Regions from separate parts of the Zea mays genome. Here all the other regions are linked to region 3. A link is a contact called in public Hi-C data. All regions are on one chromosome and are shown on one strand. The core of a region is the stretch at or near the end of the contact, and the rest is flanking DNA. Distances in the headings are between cores, read along the strand shown.

Region 1 (2,700 bases), core at 75-2,574, 440 kb after region 3:
ATAGAAAGTCAAATAGTTCGTTTATGCCCGTATATCAAATGAGGTTGTACGTGCTCAAGAAGGAAAGAGAGAGTGGATGCCTCAGAATACCTATAAACTTTAGATCCGGAGGGGATACAGATTAATATATCTTCTTGCTATTTTTTTAGATTCTTTAGATCTCGATTAGTCCAGAGTTGGAATGTTAGCTAGCACTGGCTTGCTGTCATTCAGCAGAACACTGGTCGGATATCCGCCGCCGATGGAAGAGGAGCATCCACGCTCGCTCGGGTGTCGGGTCAGATCGATCCAGTTGGCGCACGTAATAATCCTTTTCCCCAGAAGGAGTCGAACTCCTCCTCCCCGTCCAATCCAATCAAAGCGACCAATCGACTGGCTGTCCTACACACACACACACACAAAACCGACCGAGGCGACACACCGCAGCAGTGATCATTCTGAGCATTTGCAGAAAAAGGAGAACGTCCCGAAATCCTGGTGGTTGTGTTGTGTGATTGCTCACTCAGTCCGTGCAGGGTCAGGGTGCAGCCAAGCCAACAACCCAACGCTGGGACTGGGAGTAGGGTCCACCGGATTTATTGGCAGTACATCGCTGTTTGGTCCTCCACTCCTCCTGCCCTTCGCTTATATTTTAATTCGGCAGACGTGCACAGACAGGGCACCACCAGCCCAAGGAAGGGCGCACACCGTCAGTCACAGGTGGGTGTGATCAGCAGCCGCTTCTCTTGTGCTGCATTATAACGTATGAAATTCCAGTGTCCCTGTTCCACCTGCATGCAATTGGTTTGACTGAACAACATGATAGCAAGTGAGACTATATATTTTTCTGGAGGAGCACAGTGAAAAAAATATTTGGTCCAAGGGAAGTTAGGTTTTATAATAATATATATACTTGAGTAGAGAATGTCTGTGTCGCTTCTTCCGTCGTTGGAACTCCCATCCGCGGGCGCGGCCCTGACTCTAATAAATGAATAAGCTAATCTGTGTTACTCTTGTTCCATGAAATTGTATTCACAGTTATCCCTGATGCAACGCAATTGTTCAATATATAGCAGTATATATTATACGAAGTATATATGTATATCTAATTTTATGAGACCGGGAGAAGGTGTATTCACAGTACAGTGCAGGGCCATGGCCATGCAGCCCTTGGGGCCTGAAAAGGGTCGCGTGAAGTGGCCAACGCTGTGCAATTGCAACCAAACAAACTTTTGGTGGCGGGGTCCCTGTCCCTGGCCCTGGCCCTGGCCGTCTTTGCCCACAGGCCACAGCGCATCACACCACCGCTTCCTTTATAGCGCCACCCCACCACCCTCGTCTCTCCCCCCGTCGAGCACACAACACACCCTCCTCGTCCTCCAATCCAATCAACCTGGTAGACTCGCTTCGCTTCTCCCCCAGCCGTCGGACGGAGCTCCTCGCAGTCGCAGCAGCCGCCGATCAGCCTGCGCTCGGGCTCAGCGCTGGAAGGTGAGAGCATCCAGTGCCTCGGCCCGCCCGCCCGCCCCGAATCTGGTTCTTGTGCTGGCTCTGGCTGTGCGCTGCACGAACTCTGCATCTGCCTCTTTCGAGACGCAATTCCCGGACCGTGGGCTTTGGTTTCGGGGCTGCAAGGCCGCTCGTCGTTGCGGCATTTTTCGTTTCGCTTGTCCTGTGATGAGAGATGTGCATTTCCCTTTGGCGGGCTTACCGTTCCCTGCTCGTCTGTATGTGTGTATGTTTGTGTGACCTTTCCCTCGACGCCAGGCTCTTCTCCCCTCTTGCTGTTTCTTTCAGCAGTACAGACGCGCATCTGTACAACGCCTTTCTTCGGTCCTGGGTTATGATTGATCCGTTAACAGTTGGTCACCAAGTGCTGGCTGTTTAATATGTACTATAAGCTTCTTGGTGCCGCTGCCTCTGCCTATACGACTTTATGCGCTGCCTGCACAAGTCTCAGCCATCTGTGGGAACGTGTGTCTCTCACCTACCTTTCATATTGCACTAGCTGGATTGAATCATTCTGCTTTGGAGAGATGTCCGGTCATTTTTTAAATCATTTTCATCTCGCGTACTAGTTTTTTTGTTTTTGTTTTTGCGAGAGAGTAATTTTTTTTAATATTTACTGTCTCCTGTCCCATTTGCTGTTTCTTTACCCAGAAATTTCCACCAGATTCAGTCAAACGAAACTCATGTGCTCTTTTTTTTCTCCCTTTCAAAAGGGTGTGTAACCGACTACCGACTCAGATAATATAAGTGCGGTCACCTATCACATGATATCATCTCGCCTCTCTCCCTTCTCTGGTGTTTTATTCTCCTTTTTCCAACCACAGCTTGATGAACTTCTTTTTGGGGGTAACTACAGCTTAGTGAACATGAATGGGTAGTTTTACAACTAACGCAACGGCTGGTTCACTGAACAACTGTAGGTGTTGGAAGAGAATAGCCTGAAGGTTCACAGTAACCTTCATCTGTCGGAAGATGTATCGGGCTAAGAGGGCTGCATTGTCACCGAAGGTGAAGCGCCGCGTCGGCAAGTACGAGCTCGGGCGCACCATTGGGGAAGGGACCTTCGCCAAGGTCCGGTTTGCTAAGAACACTGAAAACGGGGAACCTGTTGCTATCAAAATCCTTGACAAGGAGAAGGTTAAGAGGCACAGATTGGTTGAGCAGGTCAGTATCCGTCCACTATTCCTTTCTGAGACCATGCACTGGCTAGCT
Region 2 (2,700 bases), core at 63-2,562, 280 kb before region 3:
GTTTGCCTGGCCTGGGTCCGGGGCCGGCTGGGGGCTGGCGCCGCGATCAGCCAAAAAGGCATTTTCACAGCAACTGGGTACGGACGTTGATGGCATGGACGGGACGCCCGAATTGATTCCATCACCGGCGGAACGCGTGTGTACATTTACACCTGTACAGATGCGCGGCAGCTCTACGGTGCGTGGTGCCGAGAGCGCCGTGCCGCCTACGAGAGTTACAGCAGCAGCGTGGAGAGGATGACGACGAGACAGCCGCGCGAGAGAGCAGCCACCATGTACGGCCGTCTCGAGGCCCCCGGACCGCCGTTCGCGGCCGCCGTTGCCGGTGTGGTCGACGGCGCGTCGGACCCTGCGGTGAGAGATCTTGTCAGTGCCGACATCTTTGGCAGGACGCGCGCGCGTGGGGGAGGGGGTTGATTAGTCCACTGCTTTTGTTACCAGTGCAGCAGTGCACAGTATCGCAAGGTTTCACGACGTACAAATACAATCCAGCCAATATAATGTAGTTTTTATTAGCTACGCCTACAAATACAATACAACCAATAGACAGTATCGCAAGCTTTGAGGTACCGTACCCGAGAGAATCTAGTCTAGGCAGGCAAATCACGCAGAGTTGACAAGATAGTTCCCTAGAGTACCTACGACGCCTTCAAAGTTGTTTATTAATCGGTCGCTAATTCCCACCAGGCAGAGGCAGGCAGCCCACATCATTGTAGAACGCGAGCTTATCGAAAACCGGCAGACCAGAGCGCGCCGTGTAGTGTAAGTACGTACCTGAGTCCATCGGCGCGTCCGCGGCGGCTCCGCCCGGCGGCTCGGCGACGGGCATGCCGAGCGCGGCGCAGAGCCTGGGCGGAGGCGCGTCCACGCGGCAGATGGTGGGCAGCGCGAGCGCGCGCACGGTGTCGACGCGGACGCCGTTCCCGGCCAGGAGCGCGCACAGGCAGGCGGCGTCGTCGCCGCCCACGACGGCCGCGAGCGCCCCGCAGCAGCCCTTCTCCGGGCGCGTCAGCGCGCTGCGGCGCTCCACGTACGTCAGGCACGGCGTCAGGTTCAGCAGCGCGCCCGCGCAGTCCAGCGACGACGACGGCGCGGGGGCGCCCGCCGGCGGTGCTGATATCTGCGCGCTCCCTCGCGGCAGCAGGGCCAGCAGCGCCGCCGCCACGGCGAGGACGACCAGCGCCGCGGGTGGCGCCGTTAGTAGAGCCATGGCGTCGCCGTCGCCGTCGCTGCTTCTTGGGATTCCTGCTTTCCGGAGGAGGCTGTGGTCTGTGCTCTGTTTGACATGTGGGGAAGGGATGGGGAGATCACTGCTCAGCGTGCGCCTGTGTGTCCATTTGTGCGTCAGTGCTCCGCTGGGTATTACTGGCCCAAACCCATACCCGCGAAGAAAAAATACGCCCGCTAAAAAACTCATACCCATAACGGATATAAAATTTTGCCCAAACTCATACCCATGCGGGTTTCGGGTACCCAACGGGTTTCCCATACCCACTAAGATCAACATAAAAAATAATTCATCATGTAAATAACAATTAATACATTAAGAAGCTAGGATAAAAGGAACAAGTAATAACTAATTTTAGCTTAAAATCTGTTACATGAAGTTTATTTCAATTAGAACATATTCAATTAATAATATTATGAGACATATTTATAAGGAATGATGATTTTAAGGCGGGTTTTAAAAACCCATGGGTTTGCGGGTATGAGTAGTGGAAGAACAAACCCATGCCCACGTACCCGTTGGGTTTCCATTTGAACCCATTAACAAACCCATGTATATAGAAATTGACTCAAATCCATACCCTAATAGAGCAAAAACCCACCGGGTTTCGGGTAGCGGGTACTCATTGCCATCTCTAGTCTGTGCTCGTGTGTAGGCCGAGCGAGTGATGGGGATGTCTGGGCAACGCTAAGCTGGGTTGTCGTGACGATAGCGTTCTTGCCTAACGGCCAACGGTTGGGAAATGGTAGGGCCATGACAAGCCGCTCCCTCCAATAAACCTTGCCGCCGTAGCTGTGTCCTAAACAAACATTGCCGTAACGCTTTGCAAACCCAAGTTAATCAATTATGTTCCTTGGGAACACACAAGGGTATGCAAGTCCTCTTTTGAGTCCAGCCATCAGGGAAAAAAACTACACCATTGAGCATAAGGATCGTCAAGGCACGATAGCGCCATGATTGTAGGATCCGATTCCGCTTAGCACGTACACACAAGTAGGGATGAAAACGGTCGGAAACAGTCGGTAAACACTAAAACCATTACCGTTTTCATATTTTTTATCGGAAACAAAATCGAAAACGGTAACTCCGGAAACGGAAACGATATCGGTATTTCGAAAACATCGGAAACGAAAGTTCGGTGCGGAAAATACACCGGTAACGGTCGAAATCTAAAATACGATCGGTAAACATATCAAACTTCACAATAAAACAAAATTGACAAAAGATCATAAATACCACAAGTTCACAATTCATGATATAACAAGTTCACAAGGATCACAAATTTATAATATAAAAAGTTTACAAAGATCACAAGTTCACAATATAACAAGTTCATAAAGATCACAAGTTCACAGACTCAAAGTTCACAATTCACAATATCCACTCGATTTAGTTGACATGGCATGCTTACTCATGAAATATTTTTTCCTCACATAAAGGTTTTTTTCATAGCCTCACAAGAAAACCCTAAA
Region 3 (2,700 bases), core at 162-2,661:
AGAAACGAAGTGTTGGATTAAAATTAGCATTGGTATTTCGATTTCGAATCAAGAAAACAAAAGTAACATGCGAATATGTAGTAAGCTTCGGCATGTAATGAAGGAATAAAAAGAAGAAGGAAGAAAAGAAGACATCTGTATGACTGTATCATATTAGTTTGTCGAAGTAAAGGCATCAATTGCCTTCCTTCCACTGAGTGATCAATTTACAAAAAATGGAAGAACCTGATAGATCCAAATCTGCCTGCATCTACCACCTCCTCCGGCACGGCGGCGGCGCCAGCCGAGAAGGCGTCGTGGTACTCGGTGCTGCAGGACGCCGGCTTCTGCTCCACGGCGCCGGCGCCCCACGGGTACGTCTCAGACCGCCGCAGCACGGGCGGGTTGCTGACTTCCGGCGGCGTGCCTCGCCGCGCCGCCGCCGCCGCCGCGCTGGAAGAGGGCGAGCCGCCGCTGGCATTGGTGGTGGCGGCCGCCGCCGCCGCCGTCCCGGACGAGGAGTCGAAGCAGATGGAGACGGCCTTCCCGGACGAGGTCTGCAGCTGGAACTCGGAGGGGGAGAGCGGGAGGAACGCGCTGTTGCACGAGTGGTCGTTGTAGTACGTGACCGCGTACAATGGCGGGTCGCTGTGGTCCTTCTGCTGCACCTGCTTCGTGGCCGGGCAGTTCATGTTGTCCTTGTACGTGCATCTGTAGTAATACCTGCAGCGGGACAAGAACCTGTGAGCGAGTGAAAACGAACATTTTTGCTGGGATTCGACCCGCCGATAGTGGATGCGGAGAATGGGAGGAAGTTACCAAACATTCAAGTCAAAGGAGGCTGGCTAATAAAAGCCGGGTTCTTCGCTGGCGAGGATAGATTTGTCACCCCCCGGTAAAGTAAAACAAACAAAACATGTAGAATCCGGCCGGACCTGGGGAAGTTGGTGTTGTTGATCTTTTTCTCGCCGTACTTCCTCCATTGGTGGCCATCGTTGTGCGGCGCGAAGGTGTCCACCTTCCTCATCCGCTTCTCCTTCCTGCCAAGATTCCCCGCAAGAAAGAAAAAAAAAAAGAAGACGAAATCAGGCGCCGCCTTCCAAACCGAACCGCGCAGGTGCAGAGATCACAGGCGAACCCGGCCGCAGCTAGTTACCTCGAATTGATCTGCGAGTGATGCGAACTCGGCGCCGGAGACATTGTTTGGCTGCGGTGGAGGAAGGGGTCAAGAAATGCAGGTGCGGGACCGGAGAAGAGGGGTGGCGAAGAAGACGCGGGCAGGCGGCCGGCCGTGGGAGGACGGAGCAGACAGCAGGTTGCAGGCCAGAGCGCTTTTAATTCGGAAGCGTACTTGACTAGACACCACCACACCAGGGCAAGGCAAGCAGAGGAGCATCACGAAGAGAGAAGGGGCGGGAGAGAGAAGTCCATTAATAATTGACACCTCGCGGCCATATAAAACTCTCCAGAACCGAGACCGAGAACGATGCAAAGATTATCTTGGCCTCCGGGCGTATCGCTGTCACGTGCCCGCGCCCACCGACGGGCGACCTGATGAGAAATTTCTGCGCGCCTTCTTCTGAGGCCCCCAACTCAACACTGCCGGAGCCTGAGCTGCGTACAAGTGGCCTCGGAGGTTGTGTGGCGCGTATTTGTTTATTGCATAAGCACCGTCATTAATCTCACAGCTTGGGCTACTTGTATTATATAGTATTTGTTTACCTAAATATCCCTCTCTTCGGCCGGACCGGTTCAAAATCTTGTTTCCAGACCAGAACGGAACAAGTTAGAGCTTAGAAGTGGTGATAGCAATGATAATGATAATAATAATAATAATAATAATAATAATAATAATAGTAATAATAATAGTAGTAATAATAATAATAAAGAAAAGAGGCAGGACTGGTATTTCTTTTGTTATAAAATAGTCGACATTCTTTTTGATCAAATAAATAAAAAGTTTATTATTTATTGTATATGACTCGTATTGTTTAAATTGCTCGCTGAATTTATTTTTACAACAAATTTATTTAAAAACAAGTAATACTAATAATTTATATAGATTTAGTTAAATTTAAAATTCTTTGAGTGATACGAACATTATAGTGGTACTAATTATTTTAAGGGAGAGGTTATCCTTGCCCTACCAGCTGGGCTTGACCTGATTGATGCGTTTCCCTGGCGAGGCCAGTGGAATCGTCTCCGTTGCTTGGAAGGAGGGCAACTGGGAGCTGCTCGCGCGCGCGGCGCGCTTCCCAATGGTCACCCGAAACGAGAGAATTCTACCGTGTTCCGATGGAGGAATCCCAATCGCATGCCTGGTTTTTTTAAGAGAAAAATTCTTATATACCACCAAAACTTATTATTTTTTCCTTATGTACCATTTAAAAATATGAGCTCATCTCAATGCCGCTGCCCACTGGTTTTATATTTTCGGTTCCTTTAGCTGTCATTGCCGTTAGATCCCGTCAAAATATCCGTTTACTTGCGTGCGCATATCGCTGCAAGAAAAAAAACAAAGTAACGCCGAATGCTCCTATCCCGCGCCGTTGTGGCCCTGTAGGCTTCTCAGGCCTCGCCATTATGGGGGACTACCAAGCAGAGTGCAAAAATCGGTATTTTAAATGAATACGGACGCCATTCTAGAACTGTACAACTATTGACCTCGGCAGTGCCACACTTAAACCGATGGCAACGAAGAAAACTCATGATTTCGAATGC

The links. A called contact is a pair of places that touch in the nucleus more often than the background predicts.
Region 1: a contact with region 3 is called in a Hi-C map of bundle sheath, with 2.9 times the contacts expected there. The contact joins the promoter of LOC100281467 here to the promoter of LOC100280812 in region 3. A contact is called at or near these places in 2 of 25 Hi-C or Micro-C datasets (bundle sheath and tassel).
Region 2: a Hi-C map of ear shows a contact between it and region 3, with 2.5 times the contacts expected there. The contact joins the promoter of LOC100281637 here to the promoter of LOC100280812 in region 3. A contact is called at or near these places in 2 of 25 Hi-C or Micro-C datasets (ear and tassel).

What each region holds. Positions count from the first base shown.
Region 1 is chr1:52,045,231-52,047,930 of Zm-B73-REFERENCE-NAM-5.0, reverse strand. It overlaps LOC100281467, which reads left to right and starts at 1,324. Exons shown (of 15, transcript NM_001154385.2): 1 at 1,324-1,470; 2 at 2,409-2,652. The coding sequence starts at 2,461.
Region 2 is chr1:52,766,246-52,768,945 of Zm-B73-REFERENCE-NAM-5.0, reverse strand. It overlaps LOC100281637 (lipid binding protein), which reads right to left and starts at 1,312. Exons shown (of 2, transcript NM_001154556.2): 1 at 775-1,312; 2 at 87-349. The coding sequence starts at 1,210. The coding sequence ends at 216.
Region 3 is chr1:52,488,200-52,490,899 of Zm-B73-REFERENCE-NAM-5.0, reverse strand. LOC100280812 (WRKY55 - superfamily of TFs having WRKY and zinc finger domains) reads right to left here and starts at 1,411. Exons shown (of 3, transcript NM_001411377.1): 1 at 1,136-1,411; 2 at 915-1,019; 3 at 28-702. The coding sequence starts at 1,179. The coding sequence ends at 207.